2 separate regions of the Cricetulus griseus genome follow, and region 1 is linked to region 2. A link is a contact called in public Hi-C data. All regions are on one chromosome and are shown on one strand. The core of a region is the stretch at or near the end of the contact, and the rest is flanking DNA. Distances in the headings are between cores, read along the strand shown.

What was found. A called contact is a pair of places that touch in the nucleus more often than the background predicts.
Region 1: a contact with region 2 is called in a Hi-C map of the CHK-Q cell line, with 6 times the contacts expected there. The contact joins the enhancer-like site here to the promoter of Myo5b in region 2. A contact is called at or near these places in 2 of 8 Hi-C or Micro-C datasets (the CHK-Q cell line and the CHO-K1 cell line).

What each region holds. Positions count from the first base shown.
Region 1 is chr2:165,417,734-165,424,106 of CriGri-PICRH-1.0, forward strand. No RefSeq gene overlaps it. Among named protein-coding and RNA genes, the nearest start is that of Myo5b, 110 kb to the left of the region's middle. Within about 2 kb of position 3,313, at least 1 of the 6 cell types and tissues checked has open chromatin away from gene starts, as enhancers often do.
Region 2 is chr2:165,305,154-165,311,655 of CriGri-PICRH-1.0, forward strand. Myo5b (unconventional myosin-Vb) reads right to left here and starts at 3,250. Exons shown (of 40, transcript XM_035438715.1): 1 at 3,241-3,250; 2 at 1,685-1,818. The coding sequence starts at 3,250.

The DNA.
Region 1 (6,373 bases), core at 2,063-4,562, 110 kb after region 2:
AATACCACCACACACATACACACACACACACACACACACACACACACACACACACACACCATAGCATATGAGCCTAAAGCTGAAGAGAGAAAAGGGTGGAGAGGGAAGTCTTTGAGTAACCAGAAATATACCAATATACTAAGTTATTACCCAGAACTATTTAATGACCACAGGCTATGTACATCTTATATAATGTTTTACATTCCAATAATATCTCCCGACTAGGGCAATAGGTATGATCAATAAAGGGTTATAAAATTTCCATCCCAAACATTTTTAAAAAAAGCTGTTGCTACACTGAATAATTATCTCCATCATGCATAATACATTAAGGTGTATGCCTCAACTTAGTTTTTGACACATGAGGAAAGCCCACTGGTAGTTTAAAAATAAAAGGGAACATTGGATATTTCAATAATACAACAAAATGACAAATCATCTCCAAGAAACAAAGTGGATCTGAACAGCAGGTACTGTGTCTCTGTATAATTTATGATTCATAGTCACTCAGAATCCTGCCTGGCAAGTAGGGTTACAACAGTTAGAAAGCAGCCCAACTGCTTCTCATACTGAAGTGTAAGTTCATTTAACTGCCAGAAAGAGCAATGGTAACTCAACTCAAAAACCTAGAAGCTATCCAGTTGCAGTGGTACATGCTTTTAACCCCAGCACTCAGAAAGCAGAGGCAAACAGATCTGTGAGTTTGAGGCCACCCTGGACTATATAATGAGTTTCAGAACAGACAACACTGCATACCCTGTCAACAAAACAAAACACCCTGGAGGCTAGTGGTCAGCCACAGAAAATCTCCTTGACTTCAGATTCAATAACTTATCAATAACTGAAAACCAGGTTGAAATCCGATAATGGTAGAACTCTGTTGGTTTTTGCTTTAATTATTCCAAACACTCACACTAATGAAGATACTTGACTTCTTAACTGGTTCTTTCAGGTGTTTTTGCCCATAGATGGATAACTCAAGAAAACACTGAACTTGAAACACTTCAAGTTCAGACTCCCACTAATTTACCATTCCTATTAGCGTGCAATATATTCACATCAAATTGCTTTCCCTACAAGTGATCTACTTGAAAAGAAATTCGGTATAAGTCTTTTGTTTTCCGAAGCTAGATCTCCAAAACCTTCTTGTATCCAGTAAGTCATTAGCTTCATAACGCAGCATTTAAATACTGTCTGCTCCGGGACTTCAGAACATCCTGCATGGACGTGTGGTGAGGTTACCAGTTTCTCTTGTACTGGCTGTTACTCCGCACACTGTCACGGAACACAGCTTCAGCTCTGAACACTCCATCCAGCTCAGGTTGTCTTTTCCCTGCCTCACTGGTTTCCAGCCTCCAGACCAGGTTCTGTTGAGCCCCTCAGCGCCAGAGCTGCAAGCTGGAATTCCGAAGGCTCCTCCCCTAACTCCCACGGGTAAAAGGTGGAGTGCATTTCCCAAGCCCGTATTGCTAAAGAGTTCCAGCTTCGCTCGCACCTTCTCCACCCGTCTCAAAGAGACTGGTACCTAAGGTGCTTTGGAGTTCCTGGTGACTCCCAAGGCAATCCAGGACTGGCCCCCAAGGAGGCGACACCCTCCTTCATAACCACTGGATCAGCTAAAGCCCTTGCTGACCCGGACCGGGTCCGGAGAAAGAAGAGGTTTTAATTTTTCCAAAGTAAGGTGGGTCGTGAGCCCATAGAGCTGAAGTGCTCCCCCATGCGCTGGACACTAGCTAGCAATCGCCAGGTGAGGATGCGGAAGTTCCTCTTCCTACCCCGCCCAGACCTGTCCACAAGGCCGGTGTAACAGGAATTGCAAACTCACCCACAGGACTTTCGTACACACAGCGAGCTTGCATACACATACTGCTCTGCGCAGAGGCGTGCAGGCAGGCAAGACTGTCAAACTGCCACCAGAAAAGACGCACAAAAAAATGCCAGACATCGGGATATATAAAACATTTTTTCAGGAAGAAAGGGGTGAGTGACTAAAGGCTCTGGCTTGTTCACCTCTGCCGCGGGATCAGGCAGAAACCAGAGGGGCTACAGCTGCAGATCCAACACCTGGGAAGCCGCTGGCCACTTTAACTACATCATCCGCCGCGCTAAACCCGAAGGAGACCTCCTACAGCTCTTGTTCCTAATCCTGACCTGAAAGATAACTCCATCGCTGGTCAATAATTACTCCAACCCTCCTCCAAATACCTGATAACCCCAAAAGAGCTGCCTCAAAATGCTCATTGTGGGCAAATTAAGTATGGGCTTCCTGGGGCTGAAGAGATGGCTCCTCAGTTAAGAGCACTTTCTGCATTCTGCTTTGCAGCTTTTTCAGAGGACCCTGGTTCGGGTCCCAGCACCCACTCCAGTTCCAGGGGGCTCTGACGCCCTCTTCTGGCCTTCTCAATTCACATACAGACAAGCAGGCGCATATATATATATATATATATATATATATATATATTATATATATAATCTAAACACCATTTTTAAAAGAATGCATTTCTCTGGGGCCACTAGAAATCCCTCCACCACTTCTCTACCGCCCCTCACCCCACCCACTCCCAAGTTCAGGATCCCTCTGGTCGCCACGCGCGAGAGGGAAGTAAGGCCAACTGAGGGGCGCTCGGCACTGCAGGGAGCAGGGTCCATGAAAGAGGACGCGGGGCCTCAAGCCAGATGCCTCGGTGGAAACTGGTGTCCTACCCTGGCTCCCAGTGGGCTGAGACGGTCCTGTGGCTCCAAACTCTCAGCGGGAGACCAAGACCTAGAGAGGACGAAAAGGGAAGGGCGAAGAGGAAGGTGGCGACCGCCCCCTGCATGGGACGGAACTGCGCCGCTGTCAGGAGGACTCTGCGGGGCAGCCAGTCGGTGTGGCGCCCAAACTTTCTCCGCCACCCAAGTTGGGGGTGCCGGGGACCGAGGCCACAGAGACTCTGGCAGGGGCGTCCGAGAACCGTGGGGAAGGTGGCCCCGAGCGTGTCGCGCCGCACCTGTGTCCCGGGGCCGCACCGGGCCCGTACTCACCCGGGTGTAGAGCTCGCTGTACGACATGTCCCCGTGGGTCGAGCCGGAGGTCCGGGCGCCTCGCGGGACGCTGGGTCCGGGCTGCCTCTGAGGCCCGGCTCCTCGCTCGCCCGCGCGCTCTCGGTGCACCAGCGGTCTCCGGTGCAATCTCCCCGGACAGGTCCCAGGTCCTCCTCAGCGCCCCCTTCTCGGGTGGACGGACCAGCTGGCGCCGACGTCCGCTCGCTCCCGCCCGCACGACCTTTACTCCCTGGGCGGCGGCAGCGCTGGTGCCGCGGCCAGGAGTGGCGGGAGGGCGGGGAGAAGGCGCGCCGAGCTCCCGGCTCAGGTATGGATTGGAGGCGCGGACACGCGACCAGGGAGGGAGGGAGGGAGGGAGAGACGGGGAACCCGCGCCTCACTGCGGGCGGCCGCCGCAGCCTTTAAGCCCTCCGCGCCCCCGTCGCCACCGGGTCCTGGGGCAGGGGGCGGGGCCGGCGAGGAGCAGAGCCCCGGGAGTGGCACCCGCCGCCCCCTGCTGGTCGCCGGGCGAACGCCGCACAGGTGCGGGCGGGGTGTCGCACCTGCCGCTCGGAGCTGATCCTAACCACCTGGGCAGAGGATGGGCGAAAGTGCAATGGAGACGAGAAAAGAGGGAAGAAAAGTAACTGGAAAGTTAAAAGGAGAGAGGTAACTGTCTGCAGCTGGAAGGCCTTTACTTTTTCTCTCGATTTTATGTTTGTACTGAACGTTTTCATTATTAAAACCGAATTATGCCACAGTTCTTTGCTAAGGTGATTTTGATGCAGACTAAAGACTATCCTCATCAAAATGAACTCTCTGCGCAGAAACCCTGAATCAGTAAAGCGGTGTTCTCCTGCGGGAACTTTGTTTCACCCCGAGACTCCTGCTAGACTCCAAGCTTCTCCTCTCAGAAGACAAAATCTCAAGTTCCCTTGGCTCCTCTCTCCCGTAGTCTAGGCCCCTCTGTCCTTCCTAGTCATTTGTTTCCTCTGCCCCTGCTTTTGGCTGTCCACAGCAGTTTCATACTTCTTTTTCCAACTTCTAAAGAACACAAAGGGAAAAGAATTGGCAGAAGTGGGGTGAGAGAGCAGAGGTCCAGGACACTGCCTTGAGCTTTGAACCATAGCAACTGACCTTGAGTGTGGCTTTCAGCCAGAAGATACACATACACCAGCTGCGGCCATTGTTCTGGAGCCCTCTCCCCAGAAGGTGGCACCCAGATGAATTCTACAGCCCGAATGAAACATCTGCATTACTGCAGGCATCCCATGAAACTCACCCAGGGTGGGGGACCCCACCCCCACCTCCGTCCAGAATTCCGTTTTGTTAGTGAGACATGGGACCTGAATTTTTAAGTTCTCTGAAATTCCAAAAAAAAAAAAAAAAATGCTTCTTTCAGGGCTGACAGATGAAGTGACCAAAGCTCGGGCAGCTGACATTGGCTCTGAGATGGAACTATACATCAGCATCAAGAACAGACGAAAATGCCTCAGATATCCTTCTCTCATGAAGTCTTCCTACAGGACTTAGAGTTGCTCAGCAGTAGTGCAGTAACCTAGCATTTGTAAAGTCGTGGGGTGGATTTCAGGTACCAAAACACTACACTGTAAAACTCCCCCTATAGTCCTTCTCCTTGGGTTGTAGTACTTTTTAAGGTTGGCCATCACCACTGAAGCAGCCATCAGCATATTCCTGAGAACTTCCACATCAGCGGGGAAAATGCTTACTTAGCCAGCCCAGGGCTTCACTGCAGACCCGTGGAACCAGAAACACTGACAGAACACTGAGGCCAGAACTCTTTCTTACCACCTTCTAAGAAAGGTTCCTCACCCCCATCCCAACTCTAACTCCAGCACTTCCCAGTCAGCAGTCCTCACTCTTGACCAGCAACTCTAGCTCTACTGACTCCTGGCTTTTCATTCTTCTCTTTTGATGCTAGGCTCCACTTACCTGAATATCTCCTCCTCCTTGCATAGAGGTCCTCCATAACTCATTTTCCATGTATCACACTCATTTTCAAATAGAAAATTAAATTCTTATTTAATTCACCTGTGGTGTTGCCTTGAAGTTTTGGGGTTTTGTTGTTTGGATTTTTAAGTTTGTTTTGTTTGGAACTGGGTTTTGTTTCATTAAGTCGGGGTCTTCCTGTGTAGTCACAGCCTCAAATTCAAGGCCTTCTTGGTCCAACTTTCAAAGTACTGGGAAGGTTATTAGCCCCTACCCTGCTATTTCAGATCAGAAAGAGTTTGGGGAGCTCGGCCGGCGTTGCGGGGCTCGGGGGGTACTTCTAAGGGTAGCCAAGGCTAAGAAGCAGTGCTTTAGACTGGGGAATGTAGCTCAGAGACATAGTGTTTGCTTGCCTAGCATGTACAGCAGCAGTTCTCAACCTTCCTAATGTTGTGACCCGTATTTTATGGTGACACCCCACCAAAAATTATTTCATTGCTACTCCATAACTATAATCTGCTAGTGTTATGAATTGTAATGCAAATATCTAATATGCAGGATATCTGATATGGGACTTTGGGACTTTCCAAGTGGGTTGTGACCCACAATTGAGAACCACTGGTATACAGGGTTTGATCCCAGGATCACACACACACACACACACACACACACACACACACACACACACACACACACAGGGAGGGGGAGGGGAGGGAGAGGTAGAAGGGACTCTCTTAATCCGGGTTCCACTCAGCCCATTTTATGAAAATGTCTTCTCCCTGTACAGCACAGGATGGTGTTTTATCTAGGTGCCACATTACTTATTGTCTCTCCCCTTTGCATCTCTTGCTTTCCCAGCCTCTCCAATCGCATCTTCTGAGCATCCTTTTCTAGCCCTGCTTCTTCCTCCCAGTTCCTGAAAGAAAACTATGCCCCACTTCCTATAACACGTTTCTTCTTCTCTATGCCCCCTATTTCATCTCTATGATGCTCAAATCTGCTTATTAGCCCCACTCTAGAACATTTCCAGTGCCCAGATGGGCAATCCTATACATCCCACTGGGATCTAGGACCAACCTGAAACCCATTCCTTCTCACCATACTCCCCTCCATTCCAATTGTCTTCCATCAGACCTGGCACAAATTAAAAGCTCAATTCATGTTGGCTGAACCGAATCACATTCCTGGGGCGGGGAAGCATGCTGGCCCAGACCGGAGCTTTGTGAGTGTTTAATACTACAGTCAGATATGGCCATTACCTCCTTGGAATGAGACTAATAACATTTTAAAACTAACTTCATTCTAGGAAACATGCTGAACACTCTATACCTGCGTCTTGTTGAATCCTCGGTGAAGGATATTGGGAACAATAATCGTATTTCCCAGGTGACCAGAAGCA
Region 2 (6,502 bases), core at 2,000-4,499:
TAAAAGAGCATGGTAACCATTTGCAGTAGTGCAAATGGCACTGAATTGTTCACTTAGAAATGGACCGCCTGGTTACATTTATATTCTACAGTTTACTAGAAGAAATAACCGAACAAAAGTGGGAGGGGCATCTAAGATGAATGGTGAGAGGCCTGAATACCTCATCAGAGGCGGCTGTTGGCAGTGAAGTAGGCATTCCTGCTATCAGCCTGGGGTTGGATTTCCTAGCAAAAAATCTGGCCTACCCTCTTTGCATTTGCTTCTGCACTAAAACCAACAGCATTTTACTTTGGGGGCTGGGAGGTCAGGATGGTAGTACAGGATGGCTTCAGCTTCAGAAGAACTGCTCTTCAAGCACTCAGCCTCCAGCCATGCAGTGCCTGTGTCCCTACCTCCAGTGGACAGTGCCCAGTCACTTTTGGGGCCAGCTTTATGCCAGCCGTAAGCCACAGGCAATAGAGAGAGAGACTTGTATGCTCAGAGCCTATGCTGATCTCCAGCCCGGGGCTTTCTTCCAGTTCCACCGTGACCAGTCTCATAGCCGGATAGGAAAAGATGGGCCATGGGCAGCTTCCAAGATTTGTCGTTCAGGGCCAAAGCTGTGTGCAGTCAAGGACACAAGTATCTGCTGTTTTAGCAACATGACAGATCAGCCCTTGCTTCCTCCATACAGCTTTTAACAACACCCACCCACATGAAAAGACCAACTGAAATGAAATCTGTTGGAGTAGAATCCACTCTATTCAAGCGGGTGGACTAAATTCATTTTGTTTCAGGGGCAGGGTGGGAAGTTATTCAAAATGGTAAACAAGATTCCATCTGCTGACAGTTTTGTTTCTTCCCTCAAAGCCAAGATATGACTAGCAAAGCCTGTCAGCTAGAGGGAGAAGGACATGCTAACCAACCTGAATTCACCTGCCCCAGTGCCATACTCAAAGTGACACACTCGAATTCATACAGCACGGGTTGGTGGTTGGAGAATGTTCAATCAACAGGTTGCTCAACCAAGCATTTGGAGTGGGAAACAGAACAAAATACTTCGAAGAATGAACAACACCAAGACAGTTAATAATTCACAGGCAAAGGACACAATATAGACATTCCAGGCCCTGGATTTCAACACAAACCTTTCATTCACTCTATCCTGCTCTGCAGCCCATCCATTTAGCCATCTGTCTGTCTTAAAGCCAGTTCTTCATGTCATCCCACCACTTTGTTTAAAACCAGGCTCCCTGTGTGTACCCTTTGTAAAATGGCTGTCTGTCACCTCAGCCTCAGGCCTCCTGGGTCCCAGGATCACTGGTCTGCCTTCCTTCCCTTGTGCACATGCAACACTGGGGTCTCGGGCACTGGGCACACGTAGATCCTGCATTAACATTACCCACTGTTGGCCAAAGGTACCCTGAGCCCAGGCTCCCACCACCTGTTCTGTTCCCAGGGATTGTTCCCTCTTGCTGATGCCTCAACACAGCAGACTTGTTCTCTTCACTCCAACATAAAGACTCTTGTCTCAGCTACCAGTCAAACTCCACTTGCTAACATGAGTGGGCAGACTCATGGTTTGTCACTTTTCACATACACTATCATTAACAATGACAGAAGAATTTGGAATTCAGAAACACCAACGGGCAGGCAAATCTAAGTCCATATATTTTGGGCGCCCACCCTAAGGACCAGCACTTACTGTGTCATCTTCCAGTCTGAGCTGCAGGCTTTTATCCCCCTCTTTGTAGTCCTTGGTTAATTCAGCTGAGCGCCACACTTCATCTGGGTCAGGGATCCAGACCCTTGTGTACTGAAAGATGAGAAGAAAAGAGACTTAGACACAAAGCAAAGCATCCAAAGCATGTGTCAGCATCTATAAAGGAGTTGTCAGGAAAATATTCTACAGCAACATCCATATACCATGAGTCCCACTAAAGACACAAGATGATTCAATATTATAAATAATAAATAGTTCATAGGACTAGTTTACAACAGCACCCTCTCAGTCTTAAGAAAACGTGATAGTCACATTAAAATTCTTTCAGGAGACAGCTCAACACAGGCTTACCACCCTTTTAAAAGGAGACACAAAACAGAAGGATGGAGCATGTTATAATTAGTAAAATAATACTGGTCAAACACAGGGAAGCACAGCAAGACTTCACAGTCTACATTCAGTGGAAGTGGCCAACAAGTCAAAGGCACCCACTGTTAATGGTATAAATCCAAAATATCTCCTCATGCTCTAAATGATTTTGGACCCTGGACCTGCTAATCCAGGAGGCCCTGACCCTTTAGGATGTTTGGCCTAGCTGAAATCATGACACTAGTGGACTTGTGGGGGGGGGTTGTGATGGTTATACCTGCCTTCATCCCTTGCTCTGATCCAGCCACTGTCTTCTGACTCTGTGGCCCACCATGATGTAAACATCCTCAACCACACATTTTCACTGACTACTATGATCACCTTTTCACTGACTATCATCACCTTTTTATTGACTACTATCATCAAAAAAGTTAGCCTTTGAGACCATAGTAAATCTGTCTGATTAGCTTCCTTTCTGGCTTCACAGTCATTTCTTTCAAGTGAGTCTCATTTCATGATTGCAAGATCTTCTAGACACATTACTTTGAATCCTTAGGATTCAGCACATCTAGCAGGTGTGCTCAGTGATTAAAAATGGAATGCATCTTATAGGGGAGCCTGGTTTTACCTAAAATATATTGCCCTGAGCACCACATAATCCAGTACAGACATGGAAATCAACTGCCCAAACTTCAGGAACCTACCTAGTAGGGCAGGTGATACTCATCAAAATATAGTTGAAGGAGTGATGGGACAACTCCTAAGTGTGTGTGTGTGTGTGTTGGGGGTCAGGGTGGATAATGGCTACTCAGTCCATGCAGAAGAGACAAGGAGGGCAGGGAAGATATATCTGGCTGAGAAAGAAGAACCAGGCAGCTTCGTTCTAATGTGGCTTTAGGAAGGCATTGCAGATTCAGATCTTACTGGACAAACCTCAGACCAAAATCCAGTAAACACTTGGCGAGTAGCCTGTGCCAGTCCGTGCCACATGCTATCATAAATCTTCCCAGTCTCCCTCCAATAACAACCTGTGTGACATTTCTCCTCTGTTCTGAATGCAGGGTGGCTGCATCTACAGGCTGGCTTCCCCGTGCCTCTGGCCTCTTACATTTATCCTCTATGGGTTCTCCACTTGAAGCTCCTACAAATTACTCAACAGGGACACTCACCCAACATCATACTTAGCACACACAATGGGCAATTTACAGCACGTTCAAGGGTGATTTAATGATACACCAACTTTGCATTCTAGCTTTGCAAACACTGCCACCCTCACTTGCCCACATGACTTAAGGTAAGGCATGGTCTCTGAAATATGCACAAAGTATCACCAGCACAAAATAAACAATAAGAAAGCAGACCCACAGACTGGAAAGGGAGAGACGCCACAGTAACTAGCAAGGGACTTGAGAAGGGGAGGGTAGCCAGGTGTGATGGGGCTGTGGAGAGGAAAGGGATTTGAAGGAGACATCTCCAGGAGTGACGCAAATGCTATACAGCCAGACAGAGTGCATGCATGAAATATTTGCTCTCAGTTAAAACGATGTGAGTATAAAGCCTGGAGCAAGTGCAGCAACCACGAAAGTGCAGGAGGAGAGCAACAGAGGGGAGTAGCAGGGTACAGTTGACCTGAAGAGGGAAAGGGGCAAAATGGAAAGATAAATACAGTAATAATGTATGAAAAAGTTATAAAGAAGCATACTGTTATCTCCCTGCCTAAAATTATATATCATAATTTAGGCAGAGAGATTATATATATATGTATATATATATATACATATATATATATATATTCTGTGTACACATACACATATACAATTGAAATGCAATCTTCTCATGTGGACTGACAACACTTCCTCCAAGGGCCATAGACTAACAAAAACTCCCAAGCATGAGACTCCCCTTTTGAGTTGTTGGTCAGGGTTGTCCAAGAGATTCCCCTTTCCTGCCCCCAGAGATGGAAAGTAAGTCCTTATTGCTGAAGACATCATGCCCTTCAGATGCAAGACCCAGAGGACTGGAGCTAGGATTGACTTAAAGCCACCTCCTGGAGGACTACCTTTCATGGTACCAGAAAGAGCCATGCAATCTTCCAAAGGAAAAGAGAAGTGGTCTTCCCGAGAGAAGAGCCCCAAACTGCTTATCTAATACCAAGTGGTCAGCCCAGAGATTATATACATACAGGTAACATTATAGGTGGAGCAGATTGTATTTGTGTATTAAGGAATATGTGTGTGTATACACACATATATATTCATATATATAGTCCAATAACTAAAGAGACCATGAATTTGAGAGAGAGCTGGGGTGGGGGCATGGGATGAGTTAGAGGGAGAAAAGGGAAGGGGAAAATGACATAATTGTAATTTAAAAAAATTATAAAAACCAAACAGCAACCCTCCCCTAAAGTCCACCACATTGTTGTACTAGAGAGGGTCCAAAACCATGGAGTATGCAAACCTTCTCTTGTCATGCGTTCTTACTACTAACCTGTAGGAAAACTGTAACAATACATATTTTCAAGAAACTTGTCTTCTTTTATGTGTGTGTATGTGTATTTGCCTGAGTTTATGTGTATCAGATGTCTGCAGATTCCTACACAGGACCAGAGAGAACATGGGATCCTCTGGAACCAGAGTCAAGTGGTGTGTGTGAGCCATCATGTAGGTGCTGGGGACCAAATTTCAGTCCTGGACAAAAGCAGTAAATCCACTTAAAACAGTTCTGAATTGAGTGTGTGTGGGAGGACCTGGAGGACTGAACCTAGTACCTGGCATATGTTAGACAGTGCTTTACCATTGAGTTACTTCCAGCCTTTTATTTTTCACACCTTTGAGAGTTTCTCTCAGATCTAAGCTCTAGCAGCTTCACTGAATGTAAGACAGCAGACTGTCTGAGGACAAGTTCACTCAGTATCCTAATTACAGAGTTACAGAATCTGTCACTACTGTATTTTAGCCACGCTTAGCTCCTTTATGAAGAGCAAATGAAGTATTATTATTATAACCAAGTAAGAGGTAATCTGGGAAGGAGCCCATATATTAACTAGGGATGACTACATCAAATGTTAAAGATTAGCACGGAGCTGTTCTCAAGGCCTTTGCTCCCTGCCTCTGTCTCCAGTGGCATCGAAACATGCAGCTGGAGAGTGGCTGCCTATGACAACCGTGCTCTGAGCTCTGGCTGCACATTACAGTCACTCAGGAGCTTATTAATTCCCAAGCCAGACAATACCCTAGACTATCTCCATCAACCTTGGGGGTGGGAATCAGGCAGTGTGAAAGCTTCCCAGATGAATCCAATGCACAAGCACCTTGAGAACCAGCAATCTGCGTGGTTTGCCTGAGTAACCTCTTTGGGGAGTACAGAGATCCTCATGGATATAGAGGCATCCTTTTGCCAGCATTCTCAACTAAAACGTTTCGGGCAAATGCAAACATGATGTCTGCAAGAGCACACCATTTGTCCACATATGCACTGTGGTAGGTTTCTGGGCTCTACAAGACAGGTCAGTGGCCAAAACTTACTGTCTTGAGTGGGCTGTTGCATATGTCTGAACGCCATCCTCCTCAGATGAACATTAGGATGAAAACTTTATCTACCTCAAACAGTTACCAAAAATTAAATGGGTATCAGAGAATGATGGCAGTGGTGCTATGTATACCATGTTGTATGAAAAGCAGGACCCTGGTAGGATTCTAGATACCAACACCAATTTGGACATAAGTCTATTGCTTCAATTATTTTAGTGTTCTCAGGTCTCTGTACTTAAGTTACTAAACCTTGCCTTATGTTTAGTAACTGAATCTAGCCCCTTTCACTCCAAAAACTGAGAGAAGTGATTCTTGGTGCTGGCTGATAGATAAAAACTATCTGTAGACCTTTAAAACACAAGGACACTAACAGCCACATCCCACATTTGAATAATTAACTCTCTAGGGGGTAGATCCAGAGCAGTACATTAGAACAAAACAAAACCTCAAACTAACTTTCCAAATGATGAAATAATCACATAATTACAATCACTACTTCAGTGATCCTCAGAGCAAAGAAGAAACGTGCAGTAAGAGAACACGGGCACTTGAAGGATTCTCCTCCTGGCATTATTAGTGCCACCTCTATCACCTTACACTAAGGTAACTCACATGAAGTCCTTTAATCATATCAGCTTGGTCTCAAATCCAAGTCAAGGACAGTGGTGTTATAAACAGAAGAATCCGGGGTTTAGACACAATAGACAATCTGCCCAGGCTTCTGAGAGCTGAATGTGAGGGGGTTTTGCAGACCCAGAGCAAAGACCCCAGCCTCTGCCTCTAAACCTTCCACTCTGACCACCGACCAAGAGAAATACTGATCTTCTTGGGGAGGGGTCCAAATCCTGCTGAGTAGGTATTTTATATGAATAAAGTGTCATGTATAACAGTATCATAC